Linked DNA regions of Arabidopsis thaliana: region 2 is linked to region 1. The links are chromatin contacts, called in public capture Hi-C maps. All regions are on one chromosome and are shown on one strand. Each heading gives the region's core, a stretch centred on a gene start, on an enhancer-like site or on the middle of the called end of the contact. The rest is flanking DNA. Distances are from core to core; before and after follow the strand shown.

Evidence for each region. Capture Hi-C pulls out chosen DNA fragments and counts their contacts.
Region 2: a capture Hi-C map of seedling shows a contact between it and region 1, with 2.5 times the contacts expected there. The contact joins the promoter of ATM here to the promoter of AT3G46960 in region 1.

What each region holds. Positions count from the first base shown.
Region 1 is chr3:17,295,730-17,301,211 of TAIR10.1, forward strand. AT3G46960 (RNA helicase, ATP-dependent, SK12/DOB1 protein) reads right to left here and starts at 2,493. Exons shown (of 23, transcript NM_114563.7): 1 at 2,204-2,493; 2 at 1,424-1,681; 3 at 997-1,257; 4 at 827-895; 5 at 651-729; 6 at 368-558; 7 at 185-292; 8 at 1-81. The coding sequence starts at 2,338.
Region 2 is chr3:17,799,473-17,804,885 of TAIR10.1, forward strand. ATM (Serine/Threonine-kinase ATM-like protein) reads left to right here and starts at 1,817. Exons shown (of 78, transcript NM_001339356.1): 1 at 1,817-2,017; 2 at 2,391-2,499; 3 at 2,586-2,729; 4 at 3,074-3,235; 5 at 3,346-3,541; 6 at 3,632-3,788; 7 at 3,908-4,044; 8 at 4,141-4,228; 9 at 4,583-4,686; 10 at 5,008-5,106. The coding sequence starts at 1,949. AT3G48187 (Serine/Threonine-kinase ATM) reads left to right here. Exons shown (of 1, transcript NM_001339353.1): 1 at 1-696. The coding sequence ends at 696. It overlaps AT3G07875 (a long non-coding RNA gene), which reads right to left and starts at 901. Exons shown (of 1, transcript NR_141363.1): 1 at 1-901.

The DNA.
Region 1 (5,482 bases), core at 1,243-3,742:
ATATTCTGCAACAACTGTCTTCCCCGCCGATGTATGTGCTGCTACAAAAACAGACTCTCCCTTTTCTAAACAACAGATAGCCTGTAGGCATAAGACATTTATTTATTTACTAATAACTCACACATAAAAGACAACCAGGCACGTTCCTCAAATGTCCGCAAATTTAAAAAGTTGAGGGAAATACCTCCTTCTGAAAGTTGTCCAATTCGAAAGGGAATTCAATCGCCATGTCAGGAACAAGCTCATAAAACCGGTCTGCAATGTCTTGGCTATCTCCTTTAGTGGCCCATCCCTAAAAAGAACACACCCCAAATCACGTTTATGAGAGGGAAATTCAAATCTCAAAATGTAGAATCCACGTTCTTACCTCTTTCCGTAGTTGTTTATCGCTGCTCCCAGTAACTGCCTCTTCAGACATTATTGCTGTTTTTGCTGATGACAAAATCTCATCCAGCACAGTGACGTCAGTCTCTAGTCCTTTGCTGACTTCATTGCTTATGCTCGCTTTAGCATCGGGTTCAGCTTCCGCCTTTGGAGACTCAGATCCAGCTGTATGATCTTCATAACAGTTTTGATTATCAGAAAAAAAAAAAAAAAAAAAAAAAAAAAAAAAATCAAATGTATGTGACGATTATAGAAATTGAACACACCATCTCCCTCAAGTTCAGAGAAAGTATCTTCTTCCCATGCCTTCTTGAACAGATCGTCAAACTGAATAGACAACTTGCTCTGGACGTATTCACAATGCGAGGCCAGTAAAAAAGAGTTTATTACCACAATTAAATGTAAAATAATTTATGTACACCAGTGACATTGATCTACAGACCGAATTTTCATCTGAAGCATTGCCATGTGAACTATGATCCTCATAAACGCTCCATGTTTGGGGATATGGCTAGAGAGTATAAAAGAAAAGAGGAAGAAACAATCAACACTGAATCGTAAATAAATTTATGAAATTACAGAATTAGATAGTGATATCATAGGATAGCATACCATCAGATCTCCAAGATCTAAACTCTGCTTAAAACTAGGAGGAACAGTTTGAGCAGGACCCCCATTGAGCAATTCCTGTACCCATTGGCCACTAGAGACACCCTCTGGAAGGACTCTCTCTGAAGACTGTGAATCCTCCAAGCCACCTGGACGGAAAGGGCGATTGTTGACACTTCCTCTCAGAAAATCCTTCGGAGGTCCTACCATTCGTGGAAAAAATCCAGAATCTTGATCCCCATACATTTGTTCTGACAAATCCACCTAACATAATATGACAATCCATTTCTCCAACTAGAGTCAGAAACAGAAAGCTAATAGCAGGTCATTTTTCTACCAAACATGTTCCAGATTCTAGGAGAATATCACTGTCTAAATGAACTAGTTTATTTAAGATAATTCACGATTTGAAAAGAAAGAAATGAGTTACCTCCACTGATTTTGGCTCCCATGCTCCGTTCTCAGTATCCTCTTTTTGACGCCTGAATGGCAACTCCCAAGTCGGAACCACAACGGACCTTGGCAAAGAGGGTTGAAGGGGCATCTTCACCCTGGAAAACCAATCAAAATCCCACTGATTCTCAGCTTTTTCAGCAGAAAACTGATCCGGTTCCAGTCTCGGGATGAGATACTTCTCCTCAATATGTTTCTTTATTGATTCTTTTGTTTCCTTGGCAAATGCAGGAGGCTGAGAAACACGCATATACGCAACCATAAATAAGCATTTGCAAAACCATAAAACTTTATTAATAACCAAAACACATCAGTGCACAAATCTGAACATGTAAGAGCATCCACCACTGGATACATTTATATGTAAAAGTAATCTGGAGTGTCTCATGTCACTGATAACTACCATTGAACAAGATTTTCTACTGATATAAACCTCTCACCACATGAAATTTCAGAAAACGAGCAACCTTTGATTCCTTTCTTCACCACATAATACCTGATAACAACTCTAAAAGTAACTCCTCCCTAATCAAGTAACCAGATAGTCCAATATTAACCCCATACGTTCCTAATTCCATTACGATTGTTGAGGGAAATACCAAGTATACTAAAATCACACTAAGACCTAGTAACTACAATACAGAAACGCACAGCTATTAACATTTCAAACGCAACAAATTGCATCATAAATCAGTGCCTAAGCGAACACAGTTTTGAAGACGTAATCAAGTTCTTGCTGCTAAATCAGAAAACTCACGGATACAAAATCGGGAAGTGAGTTCAGTGCGTCGTCTCTCTCGGCCGTGTAAAAAGGCTCGACGCGGAGGTGACCACCATGACCGGAGAATCCGACCCGGAAGCCGAGCTCATTGCCTGCTTCGACTTTGTTCATAGTGCCTTTTCTCTATACCGTTATCTTCTTCGCATTCCCTTTTCTCGCCGTCTCTTGTTCCGAACTATTCTGACTTTATCAGCGATCGGTCTGTGAAAGGAAGGAACACAACAATTAGATTTCCCTCCGGTTGAGTTCAGCGGATTCGCAACGCCTTGTCGTTTTAAAACTACAAATCAGCAATGTGTTCTGTCTTATTATACTTTATGGGCTCAAATTTAGGCCCACTTGCCAACAAATAATTATTTTAATTAATATTATCTTTTCTATATAAAAATAATAATTAAATGATAGGGATTCATATCTCTTCGAATAAAATATTTAAGTTATAGAATTTCACTTTGTTTGAGTCGGCTTTATAAAATTTGATTCTACTTTCTTCAGTTTGGATAATTAAGCATCAATCATTTTTTAGATAAATTATTATACTTGGCTTTTAGTTTAAACTTTTAAAAATTTTGGTATGGCTTTTAGAGTCACCTCTACATAAACTTCATAATCCCTTAATTAAGAAATATTTTGTAGCTTAGTAGTGTTGTACTAGCGTCATCTAGGTCTGGGGTTTCCTGTACCCGTTCGGGTTTGGATCAGGTATTTCGAATTTTTAGGTTTTCGGATTTAGAAATATACAATTCGTTCGGGTATTGTAAGATTTCGGATTTGGATTCGGAATACCCGAATTTCCAAAAATCAAATTTTTTTATAACCAAATCTATCCAAACTACTCGAAAATACACAAAATATCTAAATATTTTGAAAATGTTTTACTCAAATTTACTCAAAAGTAGATTAAATACGTAAAAATAATTTAAATATCCAAAAAATTGCATATTTTGACAATTATATTATTACAAATGTAAATATTAATAATATATTATTATTATATAGTTAAATTATGGATATGTTTGGATACCCGGTCGAACCTGTTCGGGTATTTTGAGATTTCGGATTCGGATTGGGTGCTCGGATTCGGATATTATGCCCAGCCCTAATCGTTAGTGTCATTAAGACTTCCATAATGCATAATGCATTTAGTTCACAAAGAGAGAAAAAGAAAGTTCTGTAATCCCAAGTAAAAGCAAACTAGATTTTAACCCGCGGTATACCGCGGGATGATTTATTTTTTAAAAGTAATATATATTAAAACTTGCAAATTTTATTTTTATAAAATATTTCTATTTTTACAGTTTATAATTATTATTAAGTATTTATATATATTAATTGTTATTAAAAATAATAAATTAAAGATTTAACCCGTATTGAAACGGTGGATTAATTATATTTTACTTTTTATTAATGTTGATTCAAAAACCCGTCCTTCCAAATCCGTCTTGCCAAAAAGCCATTTATTTTATTAATATTAATTTTATTTATGATATGACTTTGAATTATAATCTAAACATTTTAGCTAATAACATAGGAGTGCACCATATTTATTTAATAGGGGAATGTACCATATGACCCGAATGCACTTTTACCCAAATCCACCAAAAAAGTCTTGCAAAACTACTTTAGACCCGAATGTACCATATTTTTTTTGTGCGAATTTTTATGTGATTAAGATTTAATTGATTTTGTATATAAAATATTAAATTGTTTTACGAACTTATTTGTTTATAATTTGGTAACAGATAGATATTTGAATATTCAGTATATTTTGCTTCAGTTTAGGAAATCTTTGATGACCCGTCTTTAAATCCAATAAGCCCTATAATTAAAAGATGAATATTGTCGTTAAATGATTTTGGTAATCTTAATGATGTCATTAAAAGATTTTGTTTTTGATTAAATTTTTCTAATGGCATTATCATGTAATTAATTACAAAAATTAAGGTTACATTTAAAATGTACTTCCCAAATAATATAGTAGGACGATATGCACTTTTATACAAATCCACCAAAAAAGTCTTGCAAATATATTATAGAGATAAGAAACGATAGTCGGTTTTGATAGGTATAAGATTAGCAAATATATTAGTTCGCTTAAATTAGTTAAAGAATACAAATTGAAAAGGTATATTACACTTTATTCGAATATAGTATCAAAAGTTATATAGAGATTTGATAATTTTTTAATTGTTGAATACTTTTTTTTTGTGCTAATTTTATGTGATTAAGATTTAGTTGATTTCGTATATAAAATATTAAATTGTTTTACGAACTTATTTGTTTATAATTAGGTAACAGATAGATATTTGAATATTCAGTATATTTTGCTTCAGTTTAGGAAATCTTTGATGACTTGTCTTTAGATCCAATAAGCCCTGTAATCTAAATATTAACCTGCAGTATACCGCAGGTAGGCTTATATTTTAGTTAAACTAAAAACTTTTATTGTAAAGATGATTTAAAAATATATGATATTATTTTATTTGATTTTAAATGTATAGTAAACTGTGAGTTGTATATGTTTTGTTGATATTATCTATATTATTTAGTGTTTAAGATTATACACTTGTAGTTTGATTATTAATTTAAGAGTTTCACCTGTAGTATACCATCTTGTATTAATATCGATCTAAACCCGTCAATTCTAGGATTTTCCAGCTTGTATTAAAAATTAAATCACATCTACTATGTTATTAATTATTGTAGTATATAAGATTATAAATTTTCAATATAATATGTATGAAATTGAATATAAATATTTCAAATTATGACATGTTACTCAGTAGAAAGTTTTCTTAAATCTATTTTTCACCCGTTATAATATTTTTTCATGTATTGAACAGTTTATATTCGTTTTTAAAAATTCAAATTATGGCATATGCGAAAAAACTCTAATTATTTTTCTATAATGATGATATTATTTTTCGGCAAAAATGGAATCATATAAAGATGAGAAGTGAACTATAATAATTAATAAAAAATTAATATGATAATTTAGATATCAAATCTAATTTGTTGATTTTAATTGGTTACTTTTTTGGGAATTAATAATGTATTTCGTTTATCTAATTAAATTAAATTAATAAAAATTTAGATATCAAATCTTATATGTTGATTTTGATTGGTTATTATTTTTGGAAATTAATAATGTATTTCGTTTTTAATTAAATTTAATTAATTAAATTAGTATTTGACTTTTTAATCCTCAAAGAGATAAATTAATTTACTCTTTAAATTTTTATTTCTAATGGCATA
Region 2 (5,413 bases), core at 567-3,066, 500 kb after region 1:
GCAGACCTTTTCACTTATTCAGGGAAGAAAAAGAGAGGAAGGAAGAGGAAGAATGCAGAAGAGCTTCCAATAGTTGCACATGCCAGTGCCACTACTGGGATACCTGACTTAAATGGAACAAATACAGAGCCAACTTTGGTTCTGCCTCAAGTTGAGCCTACTCAGCGCAGAAGACGTCGGAAGAAAGAGGAGTCACCTAATGGATTAACCAGAGGAATCACAATTCTCTTCTTGAAATTTTCCTCCCAAGTGTCAATGCCTTCAAGGGACGACCTAACCTCGACATTCTCTGCGTTTGGCCCGTTGGATTCTTCAGAAACACACGTTTCAGAAGAATTTAGTGGTGCACAGGTCGCCTTTGTGAGTAGTGCAGACGCGATAGAAGCAGTTAAAAGCTTAGAGAAAGCTAACCCATTTGGTGAAACCTTAGTGAATTTCCGGTTACAGCAGAAACTGATAACCGTTCAAAGGAACATTGCCCCACGAATGCCGGTAATCTCACATGTTAGTCCAGTTCCGAAACCGAACAATATACCAACAAGTATGGATGCAATGAGGCAGAATCTGTTGATGATGACAGCAATGCTGGAGAAATCCGGGGATAGTTTATCAAGAGAGACAAAGGCAAAACTGAAAAGCGAGATCACGGGGCTTCTGGAAAAGGTTAGTTCTATACCGAGCTCTTCTTCTTCCTGAACAATCCCTAACATACATCTATGCGGATCATCTCAGGCTTTCTAATGGACCATATGTTGTAACTTATGTATCCCATCTTATGAATTGGGTTCTTCTGTTTTCAGTCTTTAGTTTGACGGTAGTTCTAGTATAAGATTAGATAATAGAAGATGTCGGCAATATTCTAATAACATCTTCACCTTTTTCCTTGATATCTCGAAGCTCTCTAGTTTATAATCTCCACCCTTCATGGGAGTTCTTGCCTAGTTGAATATTTCCAGCAAGATCGGAAGTATTTCCTTTGTACATATAAATGTTTACTTTGTGTTTCCCTTGATCTCTCTTTAGAATATGTTCCATATTGAGAGAAACTGAAAAGCTTGAGATCTTCTGTTTCTTGTTCACTTCTTAATCAAATCAAAACCATGTTGGTGTCTATACTCCAAGATAGAGTAATTACAATTGTATTCAGATAGAACTACAAAGTAGAAATCAACACCAAGAAGCAACCTCAATCGCACGGACGCAGTCCCTTAATCTAGATTTCTCTTGGAGGTGCCTTTATTAGCTTCTTTCACACACTTCTGGAGGCGAAAGAGACAGCGAAACTCATTCATTAGCTCGAGTTGTCCATCTGTATTGATTTCTCTACCACTGAGCTTCTAAACAATATAAAAGATCACAACTCAACAATGTAAGATGGCGTTGTTTAAGAGTCTCAGTTTTCACAAGTTTGAACTCTTTGCTCTTTTCCACAAAAATGGGAAAATGTAGAGGAGACGAGAAGGAAAGAAACCGATTCACCTAAAAAATGACATTTCGTGTCTGACCGGTTTAGCTCCTTCTTCAACCACATAACCGGAAAATATAACGGTTCGATTTGGGGAAATGAGTGAAATTGTAAATTGGCCTTAGTCATAATTTGGTTCGATTGGAGTATAATCACGAGAACCGGAGACTTAACGGTTCGACTGGGGCAAATCGTTTGAGTGGTAAAATGTAGGGATTTATATGTAATTTAGGTCAAATTGTGGTGAGTCCATAACATAATCTAATGGTTCGTTTGGGGCAAATTTGTGAAAGTTAAAACAATATAAGGGCCTATATAGACGGTGACATACCACAGTCCCGTCAGTGTCAATTAAAAAAAACCCTGAACCCATTCCTCAGAAATTCAAAATCAATTTCATCGGGTGACACTTGGGGTACTTTGAACTCCCCCACTCACTACCATTGTCGTGATTCTCGGATTATGCTCTAGTTTGATTTCGCCATGGTTGCTTCGAGGGATGTCCATGAGATCGTCTCCAAGCTCTCGTCAGATAAAGCCAAGACTCGCGAAGTAAACTTTTTAGTTATCCCTTTTAATCGTTTTTTGGGGTTTATGGGGAAAACGGCTGAGAAATTTCGACTTTGGTGTATATTTGTGGCGTGTTGTCTTGATTTCGTTGTGCGTAGTCGCAACGATGCTTTATTGTTTCCTTATACTGCAATACGGCTCGGTTTCTGTGATAATTTCGAGTGGGTTTGGTTTGAAAAATGTTGAGATACTTATTGATTAAGCTATGACCAATTGACCAGGGCCCCCAAGCATTGACTAGAATTTGTATCTTTCTCTGAGTAATGTGCTACTAGGTTTTTTATGTTGATCTATATATAATTCCATTTTAATGTTTCTCATGTTGATGAATTTCTTACATATTCTGTATGTCCAGGATGGTGTCAAGTTATTGAATACATGGCTCGAAGGGGAAAGGTCAATTACCTTTTGTAGATTTCTTTCGCAAAACACTGCTAAGCTAAAGTTGGACGAGATTCCAAATGGTAGGTGGTGATAATTTATTCAGTTGATGCTAATATACAGTGCATCACGCTTTAAAGTTAATCTAGAACGTTACTTCTCCTTGCAGCTGAAACGTGGCCCTTTTTGGTTAAACTTCTCCTTCAATGTGTCTCAATGGAGGTGTCAGGTAGTAAGCGACGGATGCCCAAGCCAACTTTTGCAAAGACACTTCGCGTTGTCGTTCAGCGAACAGAAGAAACTAAATTTCCTGGTGAGAAATATTTTTTTGGTGAACTAGAAACATGGTAACATGCTTTTAAATTTTTCATGGAATCACTTTGTGCTTGTAAAGACGCTTCACTCGAAGAGGCAGAAGTATCAAGTCTCTTGGTCAGAAACTTCGTAATCTGATTTTGAATGTTTCCTGTAGTTACTATGTGTTAACGTCACCTCAAAAGAGGACATTGTTGGAAAAAAGTTTTATGGAACTGGAATAAATTTGATTTTCATCTCACAGAAATGTATCTTTTTGCTTACACTTTGATGGTGCATTTACTCTGATAAAAAAGTTCAGCTTTTCCCGTGGTTATGTAACCACTCTGTTTTAATTCTCAGGTGTACAATTTCCTTTGCTATCTATGGCTAAAACCCTTTTTACTCATGTACATGATATCTTGAGCAACACACCAAGCTTTCAGTCAGAGTATGGTACCATACTCCGCCATCTTTTGGAAATTAAGGAGTACCGTTTTCAAATGAGGAAGCGTACATATTCCAGTGAGTTCTCTTCAATTCTATATCCATTAATTGTCTTGTCTTGTCATGAATCTGAAGCGTATGGTGGTATGCTGGTGCTGTGTATTATTTTAATATAATGTTTCTGCAAGGTTTGGTGCTGCTATACATGGAAAGGGCTGAGACAGGGTTTTGCGAGAAAAACAGTGGTCAACATAGCCAGAAGGAGGAAGCTTTTCGCTATATTCTTACGCTTCAGTCACTTCTAGAGAACTCCCCTGGTGATTTTCCTGATGACCTTCGAGAAGAAATTGTGAACGGCCTCATTCACATCTTCTCTTCTGTAAGGTCTGATTTTATTTGTTAGTCAGTCTCACTCAGATCTGTACCCTCCTTTGCAAATAATACTAAAATTTGGTGTACTAATAATACTTCCAGAGATGAGGGGAAGCTTTCACGCAAGCTTATTGAATGTGTAAATACGTTCTTGCTGAAGGATGGTCCTAATTTAGGCTCTTTGTCATTGGAAATTCATAATGCGGTTGAACAATTTGTGTTCCGTTGCTGGTTAACAACCCATGATAAAAACCTCAAGGTTTATTTTTTTCTTTTTCTTTTTATGGTAGCCCTTTGTTAAACATGTAATTTTTTAAATATAATTCTTTTTCATGGTCTTAAGTTTTTTCTTCTTCTTCTTCTTGTTCTGCCTTGTAGGAGATACTTGTTTCTTATGGAAGGCTACAGTTAAATTTGACAAGGGATTCTAGTGAATCTAGTTCTCTAGTGGAACAACTTTTGGACGTGGTTACTCGTGAATTGGATCTTGGTAGTTCATCAAGTTCTGCATCATGGTACATCTTTTTTGAGTCTCCTCTTTCGAGGGATAACTTCTTTAAATTCTACACATCTCGTGCAGTTATAGATTTCTAATTGAAAAAATTATTTAGGGGTGATACAACAAAGGATGAAAAGTTAGGGGCACTGAGCAGCTATCAGAATAGCTTGGTTGAGCTGGCTGCACATGTGTTCTACCGGGTACCTATTTTATATGCAAATTACTTTGCTCTTTGAGTAGCTTTACATGGCTCACAACATAGTTCCAACTCAGGCGACCATTTTTTATCTATTTTCAGCAGTGTCTAGATTTTGTTTAATCTAACTTCACCCCCATTTTAATTGATTCGAGTTATGATTTCTGAAGCATTTTTGCTCTGCAGAAGTTTGATCTGTATACTTTGAGAATATTTTTTCAACACAGTCAATTGAACCTCATCATAGACATGCATGTTTGCTCACAGCCTTCTGTGTCCTGAAATATGTGTTTTGTCCGCTTGTGTGTATATAGGGAATGTGTTAGAGAAATTTTGCTGACATTTAGAACTTTGACAGGCATGTGTCAATACATCTAGACCATCACTGTCAGAGAAACGAGCTCGTAGGCAACATATTGCGATGCGTATGGTGGATGCACTAACTGAAGGAAAATGGCTATGGTATGAATTCCTAATCAGAATATTACAAGTGAATATCCAATCTGCTGATGTCTTCTTTGCGAGAGTTGTTTTGTAGATATATGTGTATCCATATCATAAGAATGCATTTGACGAGTGTACACTGTTTGTTTTTGTTAATGACACATAATGCTGGAGAATAAGTTTGGCGAGAATAGCACATCCCTTTCTAAGAAAATCTGTATTATTTCTGTCAGTCTAGATGCTGTCTTCGCACTAATTCTAATATCGCTGTTCCCTGTTTTCCGTAGAATTTTTATTTATATATGAATATGTGGACTGAAGTACATAAGCTTTTCCCAGGTGTGCTGCTTTTGGTTGTTTAGTTCGGAATTATTGTGCTCGCATCAATATGGATCTCCTTATTTACTGGTTTGAAGCCATCTGCACAAACTTTCAGAGGTAATTTGGGAACTTAGACTTGGATATTACATGGATCTCGTTTCTTTTCCTCTAAGAGAACAGTAGCTAAGTTCTTAGAAGTGTTTTTGTCAACAAGGAGTATTGATTTTGCACCTTCTGGTATGGTGCTCTTTTAGAATGTCCATTGTACCAAAACCTAAGAAGCAGTTGATAGGACCATACATTTAAACTAAGTAAGATGGTGATAGTTACTTTTTTTCTTATGTTTCCTATTTTTGTATGTCTGTATATATTATCTCCCTTTTTATCTATGTGACATACTGTATATATATTTTTGTTAATATGT